2 separate regions of the Mus musculus genome follow, and region 2 is linked to region 1. A link is a contact called in public Hi-C data. All regions are on one chromosome and are shown on one strand. The core of a region is the stretch at or near the end of the contact, and the rest is flanking DNA. Distances in the headings are between cores, read along the strand shown.

The links. Hi-C and Micro-C count contacts between places; a contact is called where the count stands out from the background.
Region 2: a Hi-C map of CD8 T cells shows a contact between it and region 1, with 1.7 times the contacts expected there. The contact joins two enhancer-like sites. A contact is called at or near these places in 9 of 484 Hi-C or Micro-C datasets (CD8 T cells, embryonic stem cells, stem cell-derived neural progenitor cells and 1 more), 1 of 115 datasets of contacts at active chromatin or transcription factors (embryonic stem cells) and 1 of 9 other capture datasets (embryonic stem cells).

The regions. Positions count from the first base shown.
Region 1 is chr2:170,056,125-170,060,214 of GRCm38.p6, forward strand. It overlaps a transcript of Tshz2 not described here. Among named protein-coding and RNA genes, the nearest start is that of A630075F10Rik, 13 kb to the right of the region's middle. Within about 2 kb of position 1,942, at least 17 of the 459 cell types and tissues checked have an H3K27ac peak or open chromatin away from gene starts, as enhancers often do. A contact at or near this core is called in CD8 T cells, where this site is marked.
Region 2 is chr2:170,219,597-170,223,686 of GRCm38.p6, forward strand. No RefSeq gene overlaps it. Among named protein-coding and RNA genes, the nearest start is that of Gm17619, 28 kb to the left of the region's middle. Within about 2 kb of position 1,670, at least 204 of the 459 cell types and tissues checked have an H3K27ac peak or open chromatin away from gene starts, as enhancers often do. A contact at or near this core is called in CD8 T cells, where this site is marked.

The sequences.
Region 1 (4,090 bases), core at 692-3,191:
GAATCAAGGAGAAGGGATTGGGGAGGGAGGGGAGAATTAACTGGTTCCGTGGAAGAGATTAAACAGTTAAGGTCTCAAACGCTAACGCGGCACTCCTCGGTCTCCGTGTGTTACAGTCTCCTGTGAATTCGTAAGCCCCAGAAAGTTGCAACAATACCTGAGACAGATGGTCACAGAACCTCTGGGGGTTGGCTCCAGGGCGGCCGGTGACTCTGTGGAGTGGAGCCAGGATGGAGATGTGAGTCCCTGTGGGGCACAGTCAGGTCACCTGTCATCTGTGAACTTGGCCTGGTTGCTGTTGTACCATCTCAGAGCCTGGCTTCCTTCCCTGACCCTCTTGTCAAAATTAACTGCTCAATGGGGCTGGACAGAGAGAGTCCTCCAAAGGTGAGACTCTTCTGGGACTCCAATTCAGTCCCCAGCACCCACATGGCTGCTCACAACCACATGTTGTGACTCTGGTTCCAGGAGATCCGACCCCTTCTCCTGGTCTCTAAAAGGGCACTGAATACAAGTGGTGCATTGTATACACGCAAACAAAACACCCATACACATTTTTAAAAATTGGAAAAAAAGCCTTTTTGACTGTTAAACATGTAAGCTTCCAGCAATAGAGAATTGAGACGATTACGTTTAAAAAATGGATATTTTGTTTTGTTGAGTTCTGTTGGTTGCTTTAGTTTTTTGTTTTGTTTTGTTTTGTTTTGTTTCAAGTCAGGGTTTCTCTGCATAGCCTTGGGTATCCTGGAACCTGCTCTGTAGACCAGGCTGACCTTGAACTCACAGAGATCCTCCCCTCTGCCTCGCCAGTACTGGGATCAAAGGTGTGTGTTGCTGCTGCCACCCGGTTCTTATGGGTATTTCATTTTCTTTTTCTTTGTGTGTGTGTGTGTGTGTGTGTGTGTGTGTGTGTGTGTGTGTGTGTGGTTTTTCAAGACAGGGTTTCTCTGTGTAGCCCTGGCTGTCCTGGAACTCACTTTGTAGACCAGGCTGGCTTCAAACTCAGAAATCTACCTGCCTCTGCCTCCCAAGTGCTGGGATTAAATGCGTGCACCACCATGCCTGGCGGTTATTTCTTATTATAATTATGAACAGCATCCAATGCCCAAAATGTGTGCTCCTTTTTTTCACCAATAGCAGGAAGGTCAGGGGTCAGGGGTGGAGGGCCTGAGGCCATCCACTTCCGTTTCTGTGATAGAGAGAGAGGAATGGGCCAAGTGTGAAGACATCGATCTACTATTTACAAGATATATTCTTTACAGCAGTGAGGGCTGACAGACAGAGGAGTTTAGAGGAGCCAGTCTGGACTCTGAAATAAGGAAAGACCCTCTAGGGTTGGGCTATAGATTGGCATGCTTCAAACACAAATAAATTAATTTCTTTCATTTATTTATTCATGAGGGTTCTTGTGACCCACAGCGTGTGTGGGGGTGGGGGGTCGTCAAAAAACGACTTTGCAGAGGACATTACTCCCAGGACTGAACTCAGGTCATCAGTTTTCTGGACAGGAGACTTTGTTCGCTGAGCCACCTCACAGGTCCATAAATAAATGTATTTTTTTTAAAAGACAAGCATCCCTGGCTGGCCTGGACCTCCCTATATAGACCTGGCTGGCCTGGACCTCCCTATATAGACCAGGCTGGCCTGGATCTCAGAGATCTACCTGTCTCTGCCTCCTGAGTGTGGGAATTAAAGGCATGCTACCATGCCACGCCTGGTTTTTACTTTTGTTTTGTTGTTTTGTTTTGTTGTTTTGTTTTGTTTTATCTTTTAGCATCTTAAGGGACCTGTGCTCTTGGGAGCCGTCTTCAAGAACTGCTGTTAACTGATGTGAGACTCAGACAACTCTTGATTTTATCTCAGGGTCACTGGGGGAAAGTGTACCACAAGGGACAACCCCTGAGTCCTCCCTTGTAAAAAGGAAACAAGAACTCACCTTGCTTGTTTGTGACGTCTGTAACTGGTCATTGAGACCGATCCAGTTTGGAACTGTGGCAGTTAACAGAGCATGCCCATCAGGGAAAGCCCAACACAAGTTTGCTCTCGCCCCTGCTTTGCCACTTCCTGGCATGTGACATCATCGTACACCCTATGTCTCTATTTCCCCTTCTCAAGACCTCTAAGCAGAGGCCAGGGGAACTTCCTTTAGGGATCAGTGTAAGAATTAAATAAAGGCTGGAAAGATGGCGGGTGCAGTTTTGAAGGGATCACTGCCTTCCAGATTCCCACTACCCACAACCCTAGTTCACGCCGCACACATGCTCAGCTCCGAGGAGTCACTCCAGTGTTCTCTTCTGCCCTCTTTAGGCACCTGAATACACGTGGCTCGCGCGCGCGCGCACACACACACACACACACCATTTTTTATTAAATATTTTAAGAAATTAAAGCAGACCTGGGTGTTGTGGCACATACCTATAATCCCACTGTCCTGTAGCTTAAGGTCAGCCTTGGCTACAGAACAAGATCAAGGGCCAACCTGGGCTAGATGAAACTTGTTCTAAACAAAACAAAACAAGCCTAAATATAACAGCAGCAGTTGTGCTTTGGGCCAATGGTAAGTACCTAATAAAGGGAAAGATTCATTAAAATGGGTGAGATCATTCTGAGAGGCAAGCTTTGCCTGAATTGGCTATTCTGTGGCCCAATACTCCAGCCTTTTGCCAGTGTAGACGCTGCCACAGACTGTACTCCAGAGGCTTTGAAGCCATAGTCACAGCGGTAAAGAATAGTCTCCGCGTGTCTGTTTTCCATGTTCTGAAGGCAGACGGCGTTTCCTAAGTGCCAACAGCTCCCAGTTTCGGCTCCAATGAAGTCCCCAGGCTGTGGCTGCACTGTGAACCTCATTTGGCCATAAGTCACTTGGAATAAATAACATTTGGCTCTGCGCCCCACGTAGAGAAGATGGGCGCCACAGTGAATCATGTCGTTGGCCGGCCGACTTGAAGCTGTCTGGGTTGTTTATGGTGATGCTTGCCAGCATGTGGACCTCTTTCAAACAGTTTAAGGGCTGTTTGGGAGGAGAACGGTGTGGCTCTCTAAGAATGGGTGCAGGAAATCACGTATTTCTTTCTTCTATGGCCAAGCCCCAAGAGCCACCACCAAGAAGCCTCGTCCAACATGAGACCTGCAGCCTCAAGACGGAAATCATAATCACCATCAAAGGCGCCGGGGGCATCAGCCTTTCTGTTCTCGGGATGATGCCCTGATATGTCCTCCCTTTTAATTTGCGTTTGGAAAAGCTGACAGCAGCTAGACAGTTTCAATCCTTATCATTCTTGGTTACATAGTTTTCCCCGAGTTAATGCTACTCCGGGAAATTCTCTTCAGCCCCAGCGACCGCAGCAAACACTGGCCTAGGAAAGGCTTGAGGGCAGAAGCACCCAGACCACAGCTGCCCCTTCCACCTCATTATCCCCTGTGACCGGAGCAGACCCACCCCTCCCAGACCACGCCCCTGTGAGTAAGGAGGTGGCGTGGCCCACCCTCGGCTGGACTTGTCCAGGGCAGGGCCGGTATCACCAGGCTCTTGGCGAAATGGTGAGTGTGTGACATGACTGGGAGTTGTGTTCCCACATTGCCGTCAAAGGTTGTATCCCCTGTGTGTGTGTGTGTGTGTGTGTGTGTGTGTGTGTGTGTGTGTGTGTGTGTAAAAGATGAGGAACTTTCCTTAGCTTCACATCTGAACTGATTTCTTTTCACCCTGGGAGTACGGAGCTGAAGAGAGCCTCTCTTGCTACTTTCATTTTTAAATTTCTGGAAAGACTAATCTGTTTTCTGATAGGCCTAATAACCTATCTCTCAAGAATAAACGAATTTCAGGTGTATGTTTGAAAATGTACTCTAAATCCCATTCCACAGCGTTTCCAAAGCACTTTGTTACATACTACACGATAAAACCACAAGAGAAGTGAGGGTCATTAAAGGAACCTTGGTTTTATATTTTATTTTACTGATTTTTTTGAGATAGGGTTTCTTTCTGTATAGCCCTGGCTGTCCTGGAACTTGCTCCATAGGCCAGGCTGGCCTTGAATTCAACACTACTCTGATTCTTTCTTAAATTTCTATTTTATGTCTATACTGTTTTGTC
Region 2 (4,090 bases), core at 420-2,919, 160 kb after region 1:
TTTTCAGACTATCCTCCAATGTGGCGGGCACAGAGCGCCGCACCAGAGACGGGAGTCAAAATGGCAGATGTTGGAGGCTCGGGGTTGGGGATGGGGGTGGGAGGCAGATAATCTGAGGCTCGCCAGCGACTTCTCCCATGATTCCCATTCACCCTACTTCTCAGACCCCAGCGCGAAACAGTTGCTGTCCACTTGCCTAAGACTCCACAGCCAAGTCCCAGTGTAACAACAAATAAACAAAACCTAGTGGGTCCTAGGACCAGCCTCTCAGGGTCGCCTTGGCACTCGCTGGCCGGCCTCCTTTTTAAAAATCACCCACAGCTATTGAACAGGCAGATACTACATGCTAGTCATCATTTGCGTGTTATTTCAGCGGGTGTCTTCTTCCTCCGTCTCCCCGAGGAAAATACAGTAATTAACTCCATGCAGAAGGGGGAGGGGATCTCTCTCTCTCTCTCTCTCTCTCTCTCTCTCTCTCTCTCTCTCTCTCTCTCTCCTCCCTCCCTCCCTTCTCTGTTTTTCCCCCTCCTTAGGCTTGAAAAGAGATTCTAGCAGATAATTTGGCTGAACATGAAAAGGGAGACTCTGCTCACAGCCGCCCGGATAAAGTGCTAGGTTGGTGAAGCTCCGAGGACCGAGCTGGTTATTTCATGACATGAAAAGCAGACATTTATCTGTTCCCATGGAGATGCAATTTCTACTAGTCAATCAGGCCCAGGGGAGGTCAGACAATAGCCAGTAGGCCCCTTTTTTTCCATCTTGAGAGACACTTAATTCTGGTTGTATTTGAGTATTTTCCTAAATTTAAAGGCATCAAAAATGATCCCTCAGAAATACCTGTAAACTAAACTGTGACATTTTCAAGTGATCAAAACAGAGCTGGGAATTCCTGCTTCTCCAGAGAAGTTGGGATGTAGCCCCCCCCTTCGAGTTTCAAATCCTCCCTCTAGTATGTCACAATCCCTCTTTGCATAAATTTGGTTTCCAAACTTGACCCTAGCCTCCTTGAGAAAACAGTTCATGAGGAGATAAATTAAGAACCGAACCCCCGCCCCCCCCTCCCCCGCTCCAGCACAGTTGTGGGGCAAGAAGGAGGCTCCCGGTACACCATCATCCTGGAAACCAGAGAAGGGCACACCAGAAGCGAGCACAGCCCAGAACTGCCGTGGCTTCAATAAATTATAAACTGGGTTCTCCGTATTTCCTCGCCTGAAAACTATACCCACAGCAGCGATCACGACTGCTCTGCTCTTCTGTATCTGTTATCAATCCCAGAACACACGAATCATGTTCATTAGCAAATCGTGTTTTTATTGCAGTAAATGCTTGGCGAAGTGAGTCTCTCTCAAACACATGGAGACTTTTTTTTTTTTTTAACACAATCTCACAAGTGTCTTTTCCTCCCTCCTCCCCTTTGATCGCTTTTACGCATGCCTGAGGCAGAAGAAAATGGAACAGAGGGCTTCCAAGAGCTAATTGGGGAGGGAGAAGGCGTTTACAGAGATCCTGTTTCTAAACGCTGTTTGCTGGTCCAGCCCCCATCGGAGAGCCACACGACCCGACGTGACCTAAAACAGGATGGTGACGCAACAGAATGGACCTAGCAAGATGGCATTTTATCTCTCAGCAACTTCACTCCGGTTAATGGAGCCGCTCAAGTGCTGCTCAAATGCACGTCAGGAGCGCAAACCGGAGGCTGCGGGGTTACAATCCGGAAGCCTCAGGGTCTCCCTCCTCTCCAGGAGCCAGCAGGGAACAAAGGCACCGACAGACAGGGCCCATGAGAGTGAGAGAGAGAGAGAGAGAGAGAGAGAGAGAGAGAGAGAGAGAGAGAGCTATTCCAATGTGGATGATAATGAATGATACTCCACGTTTAGGAAGCAAGGAACAGAAATTCATTTGCGACGTACAGGAAGCGGGCAGGGGAACGATCCTCGTGGGATGGCACTTGCTGATGTCGTTAGGCTATTCTTTTCATTTGATCATTTTAGTTTAAGCACTTCTAAAAAGTATATGTTCACCCTCATTAGAAAGTTCAAAGTGGAGATGGCTAGTAACCACTTGACGGCATGATACTTCCTTCCAGAAATCTTCCCTAAATGCAGTCTTTTTTTTTAAAGAATTATTTGTTTTATGTATATGAATATGCATAGTTTTAAATACCTCACTGGTTTCATTTAACACATGGCTGTGAACTTTTTTTTACCCTTAAATAAAAAAGAAAATGTCTATTGTAAACAATTTTCAGGACATATATTTTAAAGAACGAGCTTCCAGCTTAAGCGGGGTGGGGGCTGGAGCAGCAGGGTGGAGGGGGTGGGCAGTACACCAGTGTGAGCTTCCCCTCCCCCACAGACAGTGGCTGCAGTTTTCTGTGCCCTCTTTCAGGGTCTTATAGATCACACTAGTGTATATCAGACACCTTGATTTTACACAAGTATCCTTTGTCTTCGTGGTAGAAAACCTTGATCGTTTTAAATAATGGCAAGGTGTCTCTTTGAATGCTACCCCTTTTCGTCCTTCATCACGTCCCTCTGGTGGGCTTTCAGCTTTTGCTGCCCTAAACCGTGCTGTGGTCAATTCTCTATTATCTTGCACACCTTGAACATTTTCTGCTTCTATTTCCCCACACCTGGCCCCAAGATGCCTGACTCCAAAGGGGAAACCAGTTAAATTAACTTTGTGTTAAGTGACGGTATGAGCGTACCATTGGCTCTTCTGTTGGCTTTTGCTCTGTCTGTTTGCTTTCTGCATTGCTCAGAGTAAAATCTCGGGGCCCCCGTCCCCGCCCCCGCAAATGCCTGCTCTTCTCCCCAGCCATTTTCTTAATGTCTCTCCGAACGTGGGCATGACAGACTCCAGAAAAACAAAGGAAGTGGCTGTCCCTCAGGGGTCAGCCTTCCCTGGATCTCCTGTTCCATAGCTCCTGCCTGCTTCAGAGTAGAATAATTCTTTCATCCCAGGTTCAGAAAAAGATTGAAAGCCGCCACTAACAACTTAGGCGTAGCTTCCCACACTCTCTGTGTGCAAGAGCAAAACCATTAGGATTTAGAACAGAAGTGTGTCTTTGGGAAGAAGTGGGTGGAATTTTATGCTGAGGAGGAGGGAAGACGTCTTCTCAGGGGAGCAGTCTCATTTTATCTAACTACCGAAAAATTAAACAAACAAATAACTACAAAAACATCCATTCACACTTCATCCTTGGCTCATCTAGTGAAATGTAGTGTACTTTGTCTTCATGTGTGTATGGTAAATCTCTGTATTGTTCTGGGATGGAGGAGACTCAGGAGGAGGAGGAGGAGGAGGAGGAGGACCACTCGGTATGTCTTGAAACAAATGAGCTAATTGAAAAAAATTCTCTTCAGGAAGCAGTGAGCACAAAGTGAAAGAGTAATCGGGCCCAGCAGCTGCCTCCTGCAGCCAGCGTTCAGAGGAATCGGGCTGCCAGCTTGCAGAGCTGCAGCCCAGCCGCTGCCTCCTGCAGCCAGTGTTCCGTGGGCTGGGAGATAAACTTCACAAGCTTGTTGGCTGTTTATCTTCTGGGCTCCCAGAGCTCTCCTCTGCTGCTGGTTAAAAAAGAAAATAGTGGTCTAGGAAGCCAGTCTTAAGAAAGGGGGCTGTTAAGAGACCCCAGAGAGAACAGAGACGTGTATGTATATTAGACACAAAGAAATGGGAGCCAAGTGCTGGATATCAGAAATCTTAAGTACTAGAGTGGGAAAGTCAGGCATAAACCAAGGGTCCAAGAAAAGAAAGGAGTAAAAAAAAAAATCTTAGGAGCTTGCCTTTCCTCGGTGGCTTAGTGGAGTAGATAGTAGTAGTGGAGTAGTAGTGTATGTGTGTGTGCATGTATGTATGTGTGTGCACATGTGTTCATGTATGTGGGCACATGTGTGCATGTGTATGCACATGTGTGTTCATGTGAGCATTTGTGCATGCATGTGCATGCATGTGTATTCATGTGAGCGTGTGTGCATGTATGTGTATGCATGCATGTGTGTACTTGTGTGCATTGTGTACATGTGTGCATGTATGTGTATGCACATGTGTGTGTGTGTGTGTGAATGTGTGTCTGTCTTGGTGCCTGAAC